Regions from separate parts of the Mus musculus genome. Here region 1 is linked to region 2. A link is a contact called in public promoter capture Hi-C data. All regions are on one chromosome and are shown on one strand. The core of a region is the stretch at or near the end of the contact, and the rest is flanking DNA. Distances in the headings are between cores, read along the strand shown.

The links. Capture Hi-C pulls out chosen DNA fragments and counts their contacts.
Region 1: a promoter capture Hi-C map of adipose tissue shows a contact between it and region 2. The contact joins the promoter of Flywch2 here to the promoter of Zfp13 in region 2. A contact is called at or near these places in 1 of 39 promoter capture datasets (embryonic stem cells), 2 of 484 Hi-C or Micro-C datasets (forebrain and nephron progenitors), 2 of 115 datasets of contacts at active chromatin or transcription factors (embryonic stem cells and pancreatic cancer cells) and 3 of 9 other capture datasets (adipose tissue, liver and pancreatic islet).

What each region holds. Positions count from the first base shown.
Region 1 is chr17:23,783,174-23,787,524 of GRCm38.p6, forward strand. It overlaps Flywch2 (FLYWCH family member 2), which reads right to left and starts at 2,908. Exons shown (of 3, transcript NM_029798.4): 1 at 2,828-2,908.
Region 2 is chr17:23,584,687-23,588,775 of GRCm38.p6, forward strand. It overlaps Zfp13 (zinc finger protein 13), which reads right to left and starts at 1,566. Exons shown (of 6, transcript NM_001356268.1): 1 at 1,275-1,566; 2 at 752-888. The coding sequence starts at 808.

The DNA.
Region 1 (4,351 bases), core at 1,658-4,157, 200 kb after region 2:
TCGAAAACCAGACTTCTCACTATGAGGCTGAGGCAGGAGGATCAGGAGTTCAAGACCAGTCTAGGCTACATGAGACTCTGTCTATAAATAAATAAATATATACATACGTACGTACATACATACATAGCCAGGTTTGGTGGCTCACACCCAAAATCCCATCACTCATTCTGTCTGTGGATCAAACAGCTCTGTAAGTAAGATGTGTTGCAGAGGCCTAAGAACATGAGTCCAAGTTCCCACCACCTATGTAAAAGCCAGGCCTGGCTGCACATGTCTGAAACCTAGCACTGGGAAGTAGAGACATTCAGATCCCTGGAGCTTGCTGGCTGACCAATCTGCTTAGCCAAAATGGTGAGCTACTGGTTCAAGTGAGTCAGTCTGTCTCAAGAGAATAGGGGGAAGGGGGAGTGGGGGAGACACATATTTGCTTCCTCCTCTGGCCTCTGCATCACACACACACACACACACACACACACACACACACACACACACACACATACACAGCAAAAAAAAAGTGAAGAGCTGTGTAGCCCAGTTGAGAGATTGCCCACATTCACTCCCAGCCTTACAAACTGAAGCAGCTCTCGTGACCTTGGTCATGACGAAGGATGCCCAGAAAAGCAAAAATAACTCAAGACCCAAGAGCATACAATAAGCAGGAGTCATTCACACTTCTTCATGTCTGTGAGCGGCAGGTGCTGCACCTATAATCCCAGAAGTAGGAGGGCTGGGGATTCAAGTCAGACCTACTCATTAGGAACCTATCTCCAGTGAGTGCCAGGACAGCCAGTGCTATACAGAGAAACCCTGTCTCAAAAAAAAAAAAAAAAAAAAGAACCTATCTCTAACTCTAAAACAAGGGTTATGGAAATGGCCTAGCAGGTAATGATGCTTTCTACCAAGCCTCAAGACCTGAGTTCAATCCCAGGATCCGTATCGTAGGAAAGAGCTAATTCCAGGATCCGTATCGTAGGAAAGAGCTAATTCCAGGATCCGTATCGTAGGAAAGAGCCAATTCCCACAAGTGGTCTTCTGATTGCCACAGGGCACATGCACACACTCATTCAAAAAAAAAAAAAAATCAAACAAAAGAAACAGGGCTGGATAGATAGCTCAGTGTTCAGCTGCTTCCCTCTCTTCCAGAAAACATGAGTTCGGTTTCCAGCACCCACATTAGGTAGCTCACACAACCACCTGTCCACCTCAGAGGACACAATGCCCTGTCTGACCTTCACAGGTACCACATACATGTGGCACACAGACACACAAAACAATTTATTAAAAAAAAAAAAAAAAGCCGGGGGTGGTGGCGCACGCCTTTAATCCCAGCACTCGGGAGGCAGAGGCAGGCAGATTTCTGAGTTTGAGGCCAGCCTGGTCTACAAAGTGAGTTCCAAGATAGCCAGGGCTACACAGAGAAACCCTGTCTCAAACCCCCCACACCCCCAAAAAAAAGGAAAGGAAAAAGAAAAAATGTGGAAATGGGATGTAAAGAACAGGAAAGATAAGGTTAGAGGCAGGGTTAATTATTTGAGGAGGGGCTTTGAAGACCGAGCAAGGGCATGCCAGCCAAATGAGGTAGGTTTCTAGAAGCTGCAAGAGGCAAATTAAATGTTTCTCTCCTTGTCCGGGCAGTGGTGGTGCATGCCTTTAATCCCAGCACTTGGGAGGCAGAGGCAGGTAGATTTCTGAGTTTGAGGCCAGCCTGGTCTACAGAGTGAATTCCAGGACAGCCAGGGCTACACAGAGAAACCCTGTCTCAAAAAAACAAACAAACAAACAAACAAAAAATGTTTTTCTCCTAAAGCCTCAGGAATGAATACAGCCCTGCTGTATTCAGCCTGCTGTATAACACCCACATCTGACTTCTAGCCTCTAAAATATACGACAATAATGTGTCATTTTAATAATGTGTCACTAGATGGGTGGTGATTGTTGTTTTGATGGCCATAGAACAGTTAAAAGTCCAAACTCTTACTGAGGAAGCTCTGCAGGCTTGGAACTTCAGTTGTTATCTTGGGGTGATGGACAGAATTACCTTCACAAAGATGAGAATGAAACATGCCCTTACCCTTTTTGGGCTGGTTTGATCTGTGTAATAGGAGATGCTAGCATCAGATGAAGAAGGGTAAGGTCTTTGAACTCACGTTACTAACACCTGCTGCTGCCATAGTCACTGTCCTGCACAGTCCTGGAGAACTGTAATTGGACTTTCCAAGGAACGGTATGACACTGGGGTATGCGGGAGGCATCCCACAGGGAGACATAAGAAAATGGCAGTCACCCTCCCAAAAGGTCAAGAACTGTATTATATGCAGAACACAGCAAAGGTCCCCCAATGTGGAGGTCCCACATAAGAGTACCTCCCTTCCCCAGTCACCATGACTCAGAATGGTATCTTCCACCACCCTTGCCCCAGCTCCCTGCTTCCCTCGAACCAATGTTTCAGTCCCCTGAGCATCTCCCTAGCTGGGTCCCAGCCCTCAAATTCTGCCACTGGGACAAGGACCCCACCCCCACCCCCAGGTCATACGCAACAAAACTGCAGAAGGATGGACATGTACCAGGTAGAGTGGGCTGGGGTAGGGACGCGTTGGGGGTTGTGTGTCCCAGATTGGGGGTGTCCAGGGGTAGTGTGGGTTTATGAAAGGGAAGCATGGAGAAAGGAAGAGCCTCGCGGATGGCCGACAAGAAAGCGGCCAGAATCTGGGGGTGGGGGGCCAGAGCCAGGGACCCTTCCGAACACCGGTCCCGCATCCCCAGACCTCTAGGCTAGGAGTCGCTTCTGGAGCCAGGACCCTCCCGCCCGCTGGGGGCCCGTCCTCACCGACGGCAGCAGGCCCTGCCTCTCGGACGACGGAGCCGTGGCGGGTCCCTCAGCCTCAGTGCTTTGGGCCCCCGCCTTGGCTCCCGCCGTCACCTCAAGCTAGGGTCACGGGGCGAGCATGCGCAGGATGAGGGGGCCCCCATTCCTTTGTCGAATTCCGTCTATCCGGATATTACCTTCGCAGCGACAAGTTGAACGCTCGATGAATAGGCGTGAGGGGCGGGTCCATTACCCGGGAAGGGGGCGGAGCCAGTAGGAATTGGGCTACCTGGGTTTAGGATCCCCGGTATGGTCTACTGACGTCTTTCCACTTACTTCCCCCGTATTTGACTCTGACTCCCTCCTGGAGCATAACTCCAGTTCCAGGGGATTAGACGCCCTCTTCTGGTCTCTGTCCATCCAAGCAAAACATCCAAACACAAATATAAATAAATACTAAATAAAGCATAAACTGGAATGCTTATTTAAAGGTTTTTGTCTGTCCCTCCGAGGGAAGGGAAATGTGTTCTTCATTGAAGCTAACATTCCTAACTGCGCAGCATCCTTTGTCATTAGCCCAGCCCTCGCCCATTGGTCCAGTATTTATCATTTGTTCAGCCGTCGCCCATTGTTGTAGTCACTGACTGCTGAAATAGCCCTGGCACAATTCAGTGACTTTATCCCCGCAACCTTCTACTGTGGAGATGGAAACCGGAATGGCTCAGGGCGCTGCTTTCTGTATTTTGCGTGCTCGTGCATCCTATCATTCTGGGATTGCTGGCCCTCACCCATCTGCAGAAAGGCTCTCCCCCTTTACTCCCACATGGCCCTGGCTCCGCAGGTCCTTGGGTCCCACCCTTCTTCCTGGCTCCTTTTCCTCCATGGCCCCATCCTTTCTCTCGAGTCAACGTCATTTCCTGGGCATTCTCTAGTAACGCAAAGGTCTTCATGAATTACGTCATTTGCAATCAATCATAGTCTTGGTTGTTTCTAAAATTATTATGTTCTAATAAGATATATTATTATATATGGTATAATATAATTGTATATTATATATAATCTTCACGTATAAATCACTGATGTTAAGCCTCTGTCTCAAAAGAACAAAACAAGGGGTCCAATGAGGTGGCTCCCCTTTAGATAGCTGGTTCAACCAGAAGCCTTAGTTTACAGCACTTGCTACCAAGCCAGGCCTACCCAAATTTAATCCCTAGGACCCACATAAAGGTAGAAGGAGAGAAATCACTTCACAAAGTTGTCTTCTGATCTCCACACACAAACCCATGACCACACGTGGAGAGATGGATCATTGGTTGAGAGCACTGGCTGTTCTTCCTGCACCTATATGGCCGCTCGCAATGATGCAGATCTCCTGGAGCATAACTCCAGTTCCAGGGGATTAGACGCCCTCTTCTGGTCTCTGTCCATCCAAGCAAAACATCCAAACACAAATATAAATAAATACTAAATAAATATTGTGGAGGCTATTTTCAAAACATGGAACCAATAAAGATCTTGTATTTTTAAAAAATTATTTAACTTAAA
Region 2 (4,089 bases), core at 316-2,815:
GAAGGGACACTGGATACTGGTAACAATTCTTTAAGTGTCTACACCATAAAAGCAGCAGTACTTGTACCAGTGTATATTTATTAATAGTTATAACACCAACAGAACTAGGTGGGAGGATCCCAGTCCCGCTGACTTGGTCTGGTAGTTCTGGGTGTTCTCGCTTCATGGACCACAGGAGTCATCAGTTACAGGCTCACAAACTGCTTACAGACGACTCACACACTCATTATCTCCTTCGAGCCTACCAGTGACCTAGTAAGACAAGTGGGAGTGAGTCAACTTTACACACAGCACAAGTAGTTCCCACAGAGCAGGGCTGCCCAAGGTAACACACCAGGCCTGAGGCTGAGTCAGAATCCTCTAGCTCCAAGACCGGGAGTCCAAGCCTGGACCCACAAAGATGGCGATTACACACACACACACACACACACACACACACACACACACGCACGCACACACCTAGTAACAGGCAGAACTAGAACTTGGACACAGAGAGGTAAGCTATGAGGAGGTGCAACCCAAGAGAAAGAAAGTGGGCAGTAGAGGACTTTCCTGTGTTCTGTGGGCACTATGCCCCTTACTGGACAGAACAAAACCAGTTACACTGAAAAGACCAGTTGGAAGCTATTTTCCATGATTACACCTCTTCTCCCACAGTGACTCTCATGCTTCCTTTTGTCCAGACACAGGTTTTGAAAACACCCTCTCCTACAGTTCAAGGCATCCCTCCCTAGCTAGGATCCCAGGATACCTCATGGGATTTCTCCTCGTTCTCAGTAGCCGCGATGCTTTGACTGTCTGCAGACATCTTCCACTTCAGAGCCAGGAAAAACAGCAAATGGTTCTTTCCCTTGCTAGTCGAGCCCCGTCCAGGTTTTAGCCAAGAACCTGGAAAAGAGGAAAGTAATCACTACCGTAGGAACACTTCCAAAGTGTCCAGCACTCCCCATGCCTGACCACAGTGCATACGAAGTCTGCCAGCCCCTACGGTGCCCCGCGGTGAATGATATTTTCTGGTTTCTCGGAAAGGAATGGTATTGTCCCCTTTGTCACTGAAGCAAGAGCCCTAAATCTCAGTGAAGCCAGGTGATGGCAAGTGAGGGCTGAATCAGGGCTTCTTGTCAATGAGGTGCAGAAACTTCTGCGGAGAGCCTGCCAAGGAGGCGCCAGTGCGTTGATGCCTGCTGTGTGCCCCAGCCGGACACAGAGCTTCGCCTGAAACCCACAAATTAGCTGCCACCGTCAGCCGTTCTCTCAAAGCTGCAGCTTCCCACCTGGGAACGATCATCGTGGTCGTGGTCTGGGTGGTACGTGTCCTCATCTTCCCAATCCTGGGTCCAGCCCCTTCATTATCGCTTGCCAGCATTCCACCTTTGACCCTGCCCCCTTCTGCAAGCTGACTGCACGAGCCGATTTCCATGTGCCTTCCCTAGCATCCCCTTCACACAAGGAGGAAACAAAGGAGACCCGGGGGTGAAGGTGGGAATGGAGACCCCCTCCCTAGAGTGAAACCAGTGTCTGCAGCCAGAACAGAACGGATGGAGAAGCCCGGTGGAGGCTGGGATTAGGGACAACAGGAAGTTCCTTCCAGATCCCATTCCCCAACTCAGCTGTAGCTTTACAGAGTTCCCAGATTTGAGGGTTCCGGTCCTGGGGTCCCTTGCCTCTGCTGCACCTGCTTTTGGCTTGGGAGAAAGTGTCAGTGCTGGCTCTCAACGCTTACTATACCCAACGGTATCTATAAACACGAAACAGAAAAAACGGAAGATGCTCTGAGCCTTGTGGCACATGCCTTTAATCCCAGCACTCGAGTGGCAGAGGTAGGCAGATCCTTGAATCCTTGAGTTCGAGGCCAGCCTCGGCTACAGGGCGAGTTCCAAGACAGCACAGAGAAACTGTCTCAAAAACAAAACATAATTTCTGGTGTTTTGTGACTCAAAGACAGCACTGTAGTCATCATAACGGAGCAGCATTATTGCGCTGAATGGAAGGAGCAGAGCCATTCTCTCTCGCACACCACACCCACACATCAGAAGGTCTTTTACTCCTCTGGAGCACTTTGGACCCTCCCAAACTGGCAGAGTGCTCCATCCCTGAGTGCACTTAGGAAACAGGATGAGACTCTCTGTAGCCCACCCTGATGCCTACCTGTCTACAAGATGGGAGAGGAATTGGATTTTAAAAGAATCATTTAGGCTCGATAATAGAGGCGTATGGAGACTGACCCAGGGTGAATTTGAGAGAGGGGGAGGTATGGGGGATGAGTATAGTTCAACTACATTGTACAGAACTCTGAAGAACTAGATAAGATATCATGGATTTGTTGTCTCCGCTATGTAGCCCTAGCTTCCCTGGAACTCACTATATAGACCATGCTGTCCTCTAACTCTCAGAGATCTGAAGATACTATGGTTTTTAAAAGACAGAGAGTGGGGTGGAGGGGTGGAGTGATGGCTCAGAGGTTTAGAGCATTGGCTGCTCTTCCAGAAGACTTATGTTCAATCTCTAGCACCCACGTGGTGGTATTCCTAGCAGATCTGACACCCTCTTCTGAATTCCAAGTGTCTTGCACCCACATGCCACACAGACATATATACAACAAAATATAATAACTTTTAAATAGGGGCTGATTCAGTTGTCCAAGATCCTGATGCTACCTTCAGACCTGGGGAACTAAGGCTCTAAGGGGGAAGAAAGTGACTGTGCTTCTCATTCCATCCAGAACAGGTCATAGCAGTGTTAGGAGAGGGGTGGAGTCTTAGCCTGAGAACACTTCCTGGGGCGGAATGGTCTGCAGGAATTCATCCTGTGCCTGCTGGCTACAGCTCATCACTCATCGAGTCTTTTGAGACTGGATCTTTCATTCCAAAAGGCAAATACTAGTGGCTGAACAGTGGTTTGATCCTATAATCTCAGAAGTGATCAGGAGGCTGAGGCAGAGGAGTACAAAAAGTGAAGCCAGGCAGAGAGGGCTACATAATTCACAGAAACTAGGGCTACGTGGCAAGAAATTGTCTTTAAAATTTAACAACAAAAAGGAGCAACCCTAGTTCCCTGCACAAGTTCATGAAAGAGTAGTAAACTCAATGCTCCAAGGTATGCTAATCATAAAACAGATTCCTTCCTCCACCCACCCGCTTCCTGGGTTCAAAGAGTATTCATTCAAAGAAAGTCACCCTGACCCACCCTGACCACTACTGGAACCCACTATGCAAAGGTGCTATTGCTAGGGGCTCTTAGATTGTTAGGGGCTCTTAGAAACTGTCTTGAGAGATAACCTGACACTTGTGACTTTGTACTTCCTTGTGACTCTTAACTGGTATTTTTGGTATTTTCCAACAACGCCCTTCCCACCTCCTTGAGTTGTGGTTTTTTCCTTTAAATACCCCCTTACCCAGCTACTCGGGGCGCCACGGTCCTCTACCTCTACCTCTTTTATTCAAGAGCGCTCTTGAATAAAAATCCTCTTGCAATTTGCAGCAAGACCATTTCTCGTTGGTGATTTTGGGGTGTCGCCTCTCCTGAGTCAGAACGTGGGGGAGTCCTCACGTTGTGAGTCTTTCATTCACAAGCATGTGATGTGGGCTCACTGGGCTTAATTTCTTTTAAATTTGCTACAGTGGGTGTCACAGGGTTGGGATTCTGATTAGTCAGAAGACTGAGTCATAAGAGTCACAAGTTCAAGGCCTGCCTGGGCAACTATGAGACCTGTCTAAAAAACAAAAAGGCTGTGGAGCAGATTAATGATAGAGCATTTCTCTCATATGTGCCAGGCCCTAGACTCACATTCTAGTGATTTATAAAATGAGTAAAGTAATAGTTAACCGCACCATTAAAAAATGATTGGAGTTCCCTTGAAGTGTGTGTGTGTGTGTGTGTGTGTATAAGGGGGGTGGGGGGCCCAGCCCTGGCTGTCCTAGAACTTGCTTTATAGACCAGGCTGGCCTCAAACTCAGAGATCCACCTACCTTTGTGCTGGGATTAAAGGCATACACCACCATTGCCACCCAGACAAATTTGAATTTTTAAAAAACCAGAACATTTGGGTTGGTGAGATGGCTCCGCAGAAAAATATTTGCTGTGAAAGTG